2 separate regions of the Mus musculus genome follow, and region 1 is linked to region 2. A link is a contact called in public HiChIP or PLAC-seq data. All regions are on one chromosome and are shown on one strand. Each heading gives the region's core, a stretch centred on a gene start, on an enhancer-like site or on the middle of the called end of the contact. The rest is flanking DNA. Distances are from core to core; before and after follow the strand shown. Region 1 overlaps Frmd6 (FERM domain containing 6). Region 2 has its middle 19 kb from the start of Gm32322.

Region 1 (5,540 bases), core at 1,589-4,088, 170 kb before region 2:
AGAGGGAGAGGGAGGGAGGGAGGGAGGGAGGGAGAGGGAGGGAGGGAGAGGGAGTGTTCTGAGCTTTGGAACCAGCCAGGAAGTTACATTTAGTAACATGACCACCCAGCAATATGACCAAACATATTCTCCCCGGACAATGGTCCCATTTATATTAACTCAGCGTAAGGGGTGCGGTAGGGACAACCAACATATCAACAAAATCCCATGCTGATCATCATGCCTGTCATGTGACAGGTATGGCTCACTGATCAATTCCCACAGTCCTAAGGGGTAGGTAGGTCCCAGTGTCCTTTAACCTATGAGAAATCTGAAGCACAGAGATGTTAAATGCTTGCCTTGGGTCACATAGTAAGGAGCCAAACTGGGATTCAACCCACGGTCAGACCCCACGGGCCATGTTTTAACAACTTCGTCCCACTGGGTTTGCAAATATACCCTGAGTACTTAGAAGAATCCAGTTCTAGTCAGGAATGACCCTTGTCAGGATAGGGAAGATACAGAGAGGAGCACGGAAGAGAAGGCAGAGCACGCTGAGGCCCAGCATGAGTGTGCAGAGCATCTTCACAGCGCTCTGTGGAAAGGAGGCCTGGGATACATAGGATGCAAAGAGAATACGGAGCACCCGAGTCCCTGAGGCAACTAACTGATCACAGAAACTCTGTCACCCAGGAGCCTGGGCTGCAATCCACATTTCTGCCACTTGGTTTTGCAACCTTAGTGAATTATTTAACTTTTTTAAGCCTCAAGTTTCCTGGCTTATAAAATGATCACTTTTTATACAGTGTGGGGGTTTGAAGGAAAAAAAGGAGGCATACGGTGCTCTGTCTGCACTGGGGTCGGTGGGAACATTCCCACAATTAAAGGAATATAATGAGGGTGGGGCTTTCACAGGGCAATACTACAATAACATTCACCAAACATCTTGCAAAGGTTACTCTTCCAGGCAGAAAAAGAACTATAGCATAAGGCCCTCAGAGGCAGATCACCATCGCAGCCCTTCGTTATCACACGTTACAAACATTTAAGAACTCTAACATGCTGCTTCCGGGCTAGACCACGGAGGCCTGACACGTGTAACCAAGGGCAGGCCAAAAGAAGAGCTTCCCACAGCTTGTTGTAAGAGGAAAGCAGAGTTCTCAGGCGAGCTGAAATCTCGCGCAGGAAGGAGGGTTTTCCTACCTTGTACAGTCTGTAGTAATGGATGGCGACGTCGTCCAGTCGGACGGCTTCTTTGATGTACTTTAGGTAGGCCTCGGAGGCCGTCAGGGCAAACTGGTCCTTGTGCATGTTTGGGATGTGTTTCAGGATGTAGTCCTTCCCCCGCTTGGAAACAACCTGTGGGGACACCGTGCCCCAACCGACAAGAGGATGAGAAGCTAATTCAGGCCACATGAAGCTGGATACTTCTCACTAGAAAATTCTAATTTTTATCCCATTTTCGCTGTCTTCTTAGGCTACCGGGAGGAACCAGTTAAGGTTGTAAGATATAACGCCCACTTGGTAGAACAAACAATCGTAATTGGGGAAAACAGATTCTTTTGGTTTAAAGAGTCACCGACGTGAGCAGAAGTCCCACGCAAACTGAAGTAATTTCACATACTTCACGGATTACGCTCTTAAACGATGGTACTGTGGGAAGAAATGATGTCAGGGAACAGCTGCAGGACTGAAGTCCCACTAACTCCCACAATCCCCCACACAGAACGTGAGACTAGAAACGTTCATCTGGGGAAGGTAAAGGACCAGGCGGGACTCTTTGGAACACTGGTTTTCACAGGAAAGGCCAGGAACTCTACTTGAAAACACAGGAGGAAACGGTTTCGATTCAACACGCCCTCCCTGTGATTTGCTGGGGCTTAGAATTGGATGGGGTCCACTGAGCTTTCTTTCTTCCTTTCTTTCTTTCTTTCTTTCTTTCTTTCTTTCTTTCTTTCTTTCTTTCTTTCTTTCTTTCTTTCTTTCTTTCTTTTTTAAGATTTATTTATTTATTATATGTAAGTACACTGTAGCTGTCTTCAGACGCACCAGAAGAGGGAGTCAGATCTCGTTAGGGATGGTTGTGAGCCACTATGTGGTTGCTGGGATTTGAACTCAGGACCTCCGGAAGAGCAGCAGGGTGCTCTTACCTGCTGAGCCATCTCACCAGCCCCCCACTGAGTTTTCAAATGTGAGTTACACCCTGCACCCGGTGGCTGCATACTGAGGGTGTTGGGAATGGCCATGCGGATTTCAGAAGGGTCTGAAAACACAAAAAGCCAGTGGCAACACGAGCAGAAGCAAGGGCTTCGGATGGTGGCAGTGGGGGACACTGGCGAGTTTTCAGCTCTAACGTGACTTCAGCATCTGTTGTTTGGTGCTTACTTTTCATACTTCACAAAGGATTCTACATGGAGGCCGGTGGTGGCCCACACCTTTAATCCCAGCACTCAGGAGGCAGAGGCAGGAGCATTTCTGTGAGTGCTAAGCCACCCTGGTCTGCATAGGCAGTTTCAGGGAAGCTGGGGCTGCAGAGAGAAACCCTGCTTGGGGCTGCGGTGGGTTCAGAAGTTTAAGGCACCCCAGCAGCTGTGTGGACACATCTGTAGAGTCACCAGCTGGATGGTGCCAGAGCATCCAGTCTAAGAAATCAACCAGATCCTGGAGTTGCACACTTGGGAGCCAGGACTTCACACCACAGGTGACTGGGGAGTTCCTGCAGGTACTGTGTAAAGTAAGAGGCTCGCTCCTCTCAGAGCAAGCTGGGGGACACCGAAGCAGGAATAGCTCTGCAACACTGTGCTGAGCTCTGAGACCCAGGGAGGGAACGCCAAACGGAAGGATGCAGTAGACTTAGAAGGAAACCAATAGTGACAAAATAGGGACTAAGCAGGGTAACAGGAAATGGAGTGGGCACATCAGAGCATGTGGGTAGGAATGTGGCAGAGGCACAGTGCCAAGCCAAGTCCATGTGATGCCAGGTTCTGGCAACTGGGCCTATGGCAGCCTCCAGCCCTCTGACAACAGGGGAACAGAGGTAGGGCTGTTTCTGTGGAGGTGGGGGAGGGAGGAGTGTGATTGGGGGTGTTCCGAGTCTGTGGAACTAAGGAATGAGTAGCCACCTCACTGTACAGGGCAGGCATATTTAGGCATTACCTGCATATTCTGAAGGTAGGCATGAAAAACCGTGATTGGGATGAAATCTCCCTGGTGTAAGTGGCTAGGTGCCAAGGGCAGCAGAAAAATTCAGCAAAAGGAGAAGAGAGCGCCTACTGAATCAGGCAACATAAAGGGCATGAATGACCCGAGAGATGGCATGTGCTTGCCTGAAGGGGAGCAGGTGGGGGAAGAGGACCGAGGAACGCACACGGATGGGAAGGAAGCTGCCAGAAAGTCAAGCACACTTGGCCTATCTTTTGGGAAGCCAGCCAGGCGGTTCTGCTTTGTGGACGCAGGTGACCCATTGTTCCGGTGAACATCAACAGTAGGGGAGAGAGCCTGAGCCAGAGCCGAGGCCACAGAAGAGAGGGACAGAGCGGCCTGCAGGAGGACTGGCAACCCCAACAGGCTACGGAGCATGTGTGTGAGCCTACTCCTGCCAGAATGACCTACATCTATCTATCTTCTCCTGACAGAAGGGGACGGCTCCTCGCCTGGCAGGGAAGGACACAGAGGTCAGAGCCAAATGTTGATTCAGAGTTGTTTTCTCAGCCCATTAAAACTGTGAATGATCTCATCGCTTGAGAAGTAATCATTTTCCCTCAAAGGGGAAAAATACAATTCACCGGGAGGATGGAGAGTGTCGCCGCTAGCCAGGCGTGGGCTTGCACACCTTCAGTCCCTGCACCTGGGAGGTGGAAGCAGGTGGATCTCTGTGAGTTCAAGGCCAGTCTGGTCTAGAAAGTGAGTTCCAGGACAGCAAGGGATGCACAGAGAAACCCTGCTTAAAAAACAAAACAAACCGCCACCCCCCCAAAACAAAAAACCCCAGAGTATCACTGCTATGCACATTCCAACACGGGGCTGGGTAAGCTGAAGTTCTTCTGCATTTAAGATGGCCAGAGAGCCTCCTCAGTCATGAGCAGACTAGGAAAGATTCCCAGCCTCCGATTGGTAGTTGGGCATCACAGCGATTTCCCTGGGCCCAGAACATGCAGGCTCATCTCTTGAAGAGGCTTGTGTCTGAACAGGCAGTATGGAGAATCCAGACAGTACCTACCCATGCCGGGAAGTAAGCCTCTGGCTCAAAGTAGTCTCCGTGGTGCAGTTTCCTTTTGAAGTTGCCGAGGTCAGCTTGCAGTGCAAAGGCTGCCAGCAGGAAGTAGGCCTCCTCTCTGAGCACACACTGGGAGTGCAGCACCTGTTTCCGTAGGTGCCAGTAATAATAGTATCTTGCAATTCGGTCACTAGAAAATACGGGAAAACAGCAGTCATGTTTTGGTGGAATGTTACAAGCACATGCCAACAGATCCCAAATTTCATATGCATCTGCTAGCAGAGGCCCTTTGCTTCGGCTCCCTTGGGTCCTCCTCACTGAGGTGGGGAAGACCCAAGCTGGAACCAGATCACCACCTCAGGAGGCTGCAGGGGCAGAAGGCTCAGCTGCCAAAAACAGACCCTAAAGCTCACAGCCTTTGGCTCATCCAAAGAAAAGGCAGCTCTGAGGGACTCCACTCCAGTAAGGTGCATATGTCACAGAACACAAGCTGGACGTGCCAGAAGCTGGGCGCTTGCAGTCTGCATAGCGACGTTGTGCTTCTCACTCCCTTAGTGGGAACAAACCGAGGGGCAAGCCTGGCCTCCCTGTTTGATGGTCCTTGATTGTTCCCCTCCTTAGCGCATCACAGATGCTCTACAGCACGTAAAACGCTTATAGGAGATCTGAGCACCAGTGGCTTGTTACTTTCCCCGCTGCCCCGAGGATGAAAGAACCAATGCTTTCCTTGAAGAACATGCCTTGTTCTACAGGAGGAGGAGGATGCTTTATGGAGTGTTTTCACGGGCACAAGCCTCGACAACCATGACACTCCCTCCACAAGGAAATGCTAATAGTGCACGCTCGAGTCCACCCAAGCCAGAAATAAATCCAGTCCACCGAATAGGTGAATGGGCAGTGCTGGCAGGGGTGCTAGCAGGGGTGGGTGGGTCACAGGACCTCTAGTCACATCAGAAGAAATGTTCATGAGCAGATTATAATTAAGGAAAACAACTGTGGCTGTGTGCGCCTTCAGGGAGGTCCCTGGCCTCTACCTGCGGTCACAGCTCACCAGCAGATGATAACAGAAACATATGTGCCTAAGACCAAGACCAGGGCTAAGGATGAAGAGCTTAAGGGGAAGGCATCTGTGGAATTCTTTTCCCGAGGATAGGGCACTACTCAGTGCTGTTGGATGGTGTATGTATGTATGTGTCTGTGTGTATGTGGGGCGGGGGCGGGGGCACAGAGATAAAGGGTTAACATTCATTAGCCCTATGGGGTTTACTCGTGGCTAAGTCATCTATTTTCCTTCTTTACAGGGCATTCCATCCCTACCATATAAAGTGGGTGTGCACTTCATGCA
Region 2 (4,946 bases), core at 560-3,059:
AACCACCACCACCACACATGTGCTACCATACATGAACACATAAACAAAAACAATCCAGAATGAGCACATTGATACATAGTAAAAGTAGGTTTGCGCTCATCAGGACTGAAGGGAGGCAGGTGAATAAAGAGGACTAAAGTCTCAATGGGTGTAGTGTTGTCTTGCGTAGTTATTGAATGTTTTGGAACTAGACAGTAAAGATGGTTGTACAACATTGTGACTGCACCAAATGTCACTGAATTTGTACTTCAGAGTTTTTAATGTTATGAATTTTATGCTGTATTTATTTTTTTCCAAAAGAAATGAAAATTTCTGAGATCAACTTTCAAAGAGTCGATTCGAAGCATCTGGTATGGGTCCTAGAGGCATGCGAGTGCCTGGTGATTGGTTCCAACGTCTTGGGTGCACATTTTGAGAGGCATTAACATTGTATTTACGTTCCTTCCATAGTAAACAATCCCCCCCCCCCCCCCCCGCCAGCATATGAGACTGTGTAAGGCAAGGAGAATGTGTAAGAGGCACCTCACAGTACCCTCCAGAGCTTCTGCTTCTTAGCTTGCGAAGCTGCTGAGGACTTTAAATGACATTTCTGCAGGGCCTGGTTACATAAGTGTGCTTTCGGTCTCCCCACTCAAAACTCTTCCCACGCAACACCCGACGTCACAGTTCTGTTCCCTGGTCAAGGTTAATCTCTCCCCGAGCCCTTTCTTCTCATTTGCTTTCAGCATTTTTTCCCCCTTTCTATTGCTCTTTTCTTCTCAGCCAAAAACCAGGCACACGTTTCCGCATCTTAATAATGGGTCTCGCCTGGCCTCTGGGATCGCTGAGAAAACAATTCCCTCCTGCCTTCTCCTTTCATCCTCTCCCCGTGTTAGTCATCAGGGCCACCCTTGGAGAAGTTCATCCATTTCACTGAGGGGAAAATGATACCTCTACCTCGAAGTGAGCTTCCGGTCTTCTCCCTGGCTCCTCAGACCATGCTCACTGAATCCGTGTGGAACCAAAATAGCACCTGGGTGACTGGGAACGCTCCCACAGCCGAGGAAGCTAAGGCAGCAGATTCAGGTCTAGCTAAGTTTGTAACAAACTTAGCAAGGACGTCGTCCTGACTCAGAGTTCTGCTCCATTTAGAGGCAAACTTGATCGGAAGCGACTGGAAATGTGCCCAGAAATCCTCAGAAACCCGAGGTTCAAGGCACTGTACACAGCACTACTGACCTTAGAACAGTTTGCTGAAGTCGTTTTTCTCCGTTTAAGTAGAGAGATATTTTGACATCAATAAGCAAAAAACCACAACCACAACTCAACCCAACCCAACCCAAACAACAACACCCTCCCCCTTCCAACCCCCAATCTCCTCCACCAAAACCAAGCCAGCACCAACAGCCTCATCAGGTAACTTTGACCGGACACACATTGCTGACAGGGTAGGAGGGCGAGCACTGCGTTTACAAACTTCCCCTTTCATTTTTGTTCCAGTATAAACACGTGTCGTCTCCTCTGACAAAGCATTTCAGAACATACACACAGTAAGCTATGTGTTTTCATTTTGAAATCAATTTTCTTGGATTTTTTTTTTTTTAATTGATGGTAAAATAATGACTTGACTTATTTACTCACAGGATTTGTTCCTGACTGGTGACCTACCTCCCCTAAGTGACTGAAGTGCTGTGGACATTTGCACCCTTTGGTTTAGAGGAAGGGAAAACCTAATTTACATCATCTTATTTAAACACTCTGTCCTTTCAGCTAAGCTGCACTCTGATCCAGGCCTCGTGCTAGGCTAGGTGATGGAGACTCCCGAGCTAGAACAGAGATGCCTACATAGCAGTGTTTCAGTCTCACAGTACATTACTCTGTGTGTCTAAAGGTCTCAGCACACCCAGCAGCAAAGCTCAATTCATACAGGAAGCCTAAGCCTAGTTCAATATGATAATATCCCCAAATGTAAATGGATCTCCTCTGTTGGCCAGGCCGCAGACTGTGGAGTCCCAGATGGGGTGGATGGTCCATCCCACATCAGGAGTAGCTGCAGCCCATCTCAGCCTGGGCTCATTCCTCCCTCTCCTGTCTATCACCCCCAGTCTCCCTCCTGATGTTCTAGGCTTTATCCTGCCCTCTGAACACCAGAGTTGAAGCTAAAGGAAATTCCAACTCAGAACAAAACAAAACACCGGCTGCTGCTTCTGAGATTTATGAAGAACCCCGGGTGAGAGAGCAGTAGTTGGAAGGCTCTAGACACTCGTTGAGAGGAGCCAGCACACAAAGTGTCTTCTGCCGCAGGGTTCCAAGGGAATATTTTTCTTTCTACTCACTGCAACAGCTGGTCAGGAATTTCCCTATTTGTTAGGGAAAAGGAATTTGGCAAGGAAAATCCTGCATCTCTTCCCTTCCCCCCAGCAGAAGTCAGCTGTACCTCAGGACAGGTAAAAAAGCAAAGGAGTCAGACAGTTTATTCACTTACAAATGATTCAGGGAACTGAAATTTTCTTTCTGACTTTCCTACCCCCAGGCAGGGAGTTTTGGTAGAGAAACAACCACAGAAGAGTTAACTGGCCTGGATCTCTGTGCCTCTGCTCTCCCAAGATGATCACATTCCATTCTGGAATGCAATGCTGCCGAAGGAGGCCAGATTGGTTCTGTAGGTGGTATGTGCCCCACCTACACACACCCTAGAGTTCTTAGCAAGAGCTGTTTTCCCCAAGTGTTAACTGCTCTTTCTTTCATCCAAAGAATGATTTGTTGAGTGCTCTTCATGCTGGGTATTTTGCAGGTGGCAAACCTTATATTATATAAGGAAATTATAGTGGGCAAAGACTCATAGATGCAACCTTAGTCAATGGGTAGTGCAAATGAGGGACTACGGGGAGGTAAACCAATAGAGACTCAGTATTGCAGCTGCCCCAAACCCAGGACACATAGACTGGCATAGTGGCAGCCCATGTGCTCGAGCCAAAGGATGAGCCAGAAGATCACACATGAGAGGTGAAATCCAGACAGAGGGAGCAGCATCGGCAAAATGCAGTGACAACAGCAGCTTAGCTGATAGAGAAGAATAGAGGGGAAGACAAGTCAGAGATGTGGGGCAGGGGGATGCAGTGTGAGGAGGGAGATAGGAGGAGGGAGAAAGAAAGAGAAGAGGGAGAGTAGTAAGTAATGGGGAGGGGAAGGAAAGAAGGAGAAAGAGGGAAAGAGAATGGGAGGGAGTGAGAAAGGAGGGAAGAAGAGTATGGAGAATAAGAGAGAGAGGGAAGGTAGAGGAGGACAAGAAGGACACACGAGGGAATGATCAATGTATACATGTCAACTTTACATTGCTGTGTACTAGCAGTACAATGTACAAATCCAGTAGCAACGAACATTAAAAAATTATAAAACAATTTCATTTATAACAGCATCAAGAAAGAACAAAACACTCATCAGGAGCGAATTTAACCACAGAAATTCAAGTTTAGGATGTTGAAAATAACAGGACACCATTGAAAGAATTTTCAGATATCTAAATGAAGCAGCTGGTGTTGGGGAACTGGAAGCTATAAGATGTGTTATTCAGAGACCATGTTTTAAGTCACCCCACCAACATCCCAAATTAGTTCTTTGTAGAAATTCCCAGATACACACGGAAACCCACAGGACTTAGCCAAAATGGCGTGGGAAACGAAAAATGAAGAAGACACACTTCCCAAGTTTAGAACTTAGCAAGAAGCGGCAGGAATCAAGGCACTGTGCTACGGGTAGACACATAGATCAATCAGACAGCACTGACAGGTCAGGAGGAGACAGGGCCTTTCTAATTTACAAAGGAGTTTTTCCTACAAAGGAGTTTCTGATGACAGTGCTGAGACAGACTGAAGAATAGATTTCCTGTAACAGTGCCAGCACGCCTGGGTATCCACATGCAAGAGGCTGAAACGGCTCCTCTCCTTCACATCACAATGGGGAATCATCTCAAACTATAAAGAGCCACTCTAAGTGCAATAGCCAAGACTTTCAGAAGAGAAATGCTTGACCTTGGGACAGGCAATGGCTTCTTAGCAATGACAAGAAGACAAAAACAGGAAGTTGAATGTTATCAGAACTCGGTACTTCAAATCACACACTCAAAAAGTGAAAAACAAAACAGAGAGAGAAAAATAAAAAAACCCAAAAACATTCCATAGGACAGGAGAGGATATTCTCAGATCAGAAGGCAGCCCAGAGACAAATGTAGAGCACAGATTAAATACAATTAAAGAAAAAAAAATAGATGCCTGGAGAGATGACTCAGCAGTGAAGAGCATTGGCTGCTCTTCTAGAGGTCCTGAGTTCAATTCCCAGCAACCATATGGTGGCCCACAACTGCCTGTAACAGTATCCAATGCCCTCTTCTAGTGTATCTGGAGAGAGCAAAGGTGTACTCATATACATAAAATAAATAATAAATCTTTCAAAAAAGCAAAAAAATAAGTATGCAAAGCTCACAAGCAGAAACAGACAGACTGCCCTTTGCTCTTTGCAAGAGGTAGCGCACAGTGGATCATCAACCCAAAATGTCAAGGCCTTAAGTATAAAACTCCAGAATGATAACGGAAAAGCGAGATGACCGTAGGTTCAATATCAAAGGCACAATCCGAGAAAGGAGTAGTTGATACCCTGGATCCCACAGAGATCAACACTTCTGCTCTGTAAAACACACTGTCAAAGGAGAAGACAAGCCACGGACTGGAAGAAAGTATTTACAGATGGCGTCTCCATATCTGATAAATGATTTACCCAGAATACACCAGGAACTCTCACAACAAGAAGTGAACAGCCTGGTTTTAAAAATGGGCAAAGAGCTGAGCCAGACTCCTCAGCCTGAGAAGATATAAATGGTAGATAAATGATATTTGATCTCATGCCGTTGAGGAACTGTCAATTAAAGCAACAGTGATATCACACTGAAGACTCACAATGGCCAAGATCCA

Evidence for each region. HiChIP or PLAC-seq counts read pairs in DNA pulled down with a chosen protein or histone mark.
Region 1: a contact with region 2 is called in an H3K27ac HiChIP or PLAC-seq map of regulatory T cells, with 5 times the contacts expected there. The contact joins two enhancer-like sites. A contact is called at or near these places in 1 of 15 datasets of contacts at CTCF or cohesin (the NIH/3T3 cell line), 9 of 484 Hi-C or Micro-C datasets (Th2 cells, cerebral cortex, cortical neurons and 6 more), 9 of 115 datasets of contacts at active chromatin or transcription factors (bone marrow-derived macrophages, embryonic fibroblasts, embryonic stem cells and 2 more) and 4 of 9 other capture datasets (adipose tissue, embryonic stem cells, liver and 1 more).

What each region holds. Positions count from the first base shown.
Region 1 is chr12:70,879,464-70,885,003 of GRCm38.p6, reverse strand. Frmd6 (FERM domain containing 6) reads right to left here. Exons shown (of 14, transcript NM_028127.3): 6 at 4,199-4,385; 7 at 1,183-1,338. Among named protein-coding and RNA genes, the nearest start is that of Gm32664, 21 kb to the left of the region's middle. Within about 2 kb of position 2,838, at least 68 of the 459 cell types and tissues checked have an H3K27ac peak or open chromatin away from gene starts, as enhancers often do. A contact at or near this core is called in cerebral cortex, cortical neurons, granulocyte-monocyte progenitors and 1 more, where this site is marked.
Region 2 is chr12:70,710,189-70,715,134 of GRCm38.p6, reverse strand. No RefSeq gene overlaps it. Among named protein-coding and RNA genes, the nearest start is that of Gm32322, 19 kb to the right of the region's middle. Within about 2 kb of position 1,809, at least 182 of the 459 cell types and tissues checked have an H3K27ac peak or open chromatin away from gene starts, as enhancers often do. A contact at or near this core is called in cerebral cortex, cortical neurons, granulocyte-monocyte progenitors and 1 more, where this site is marked.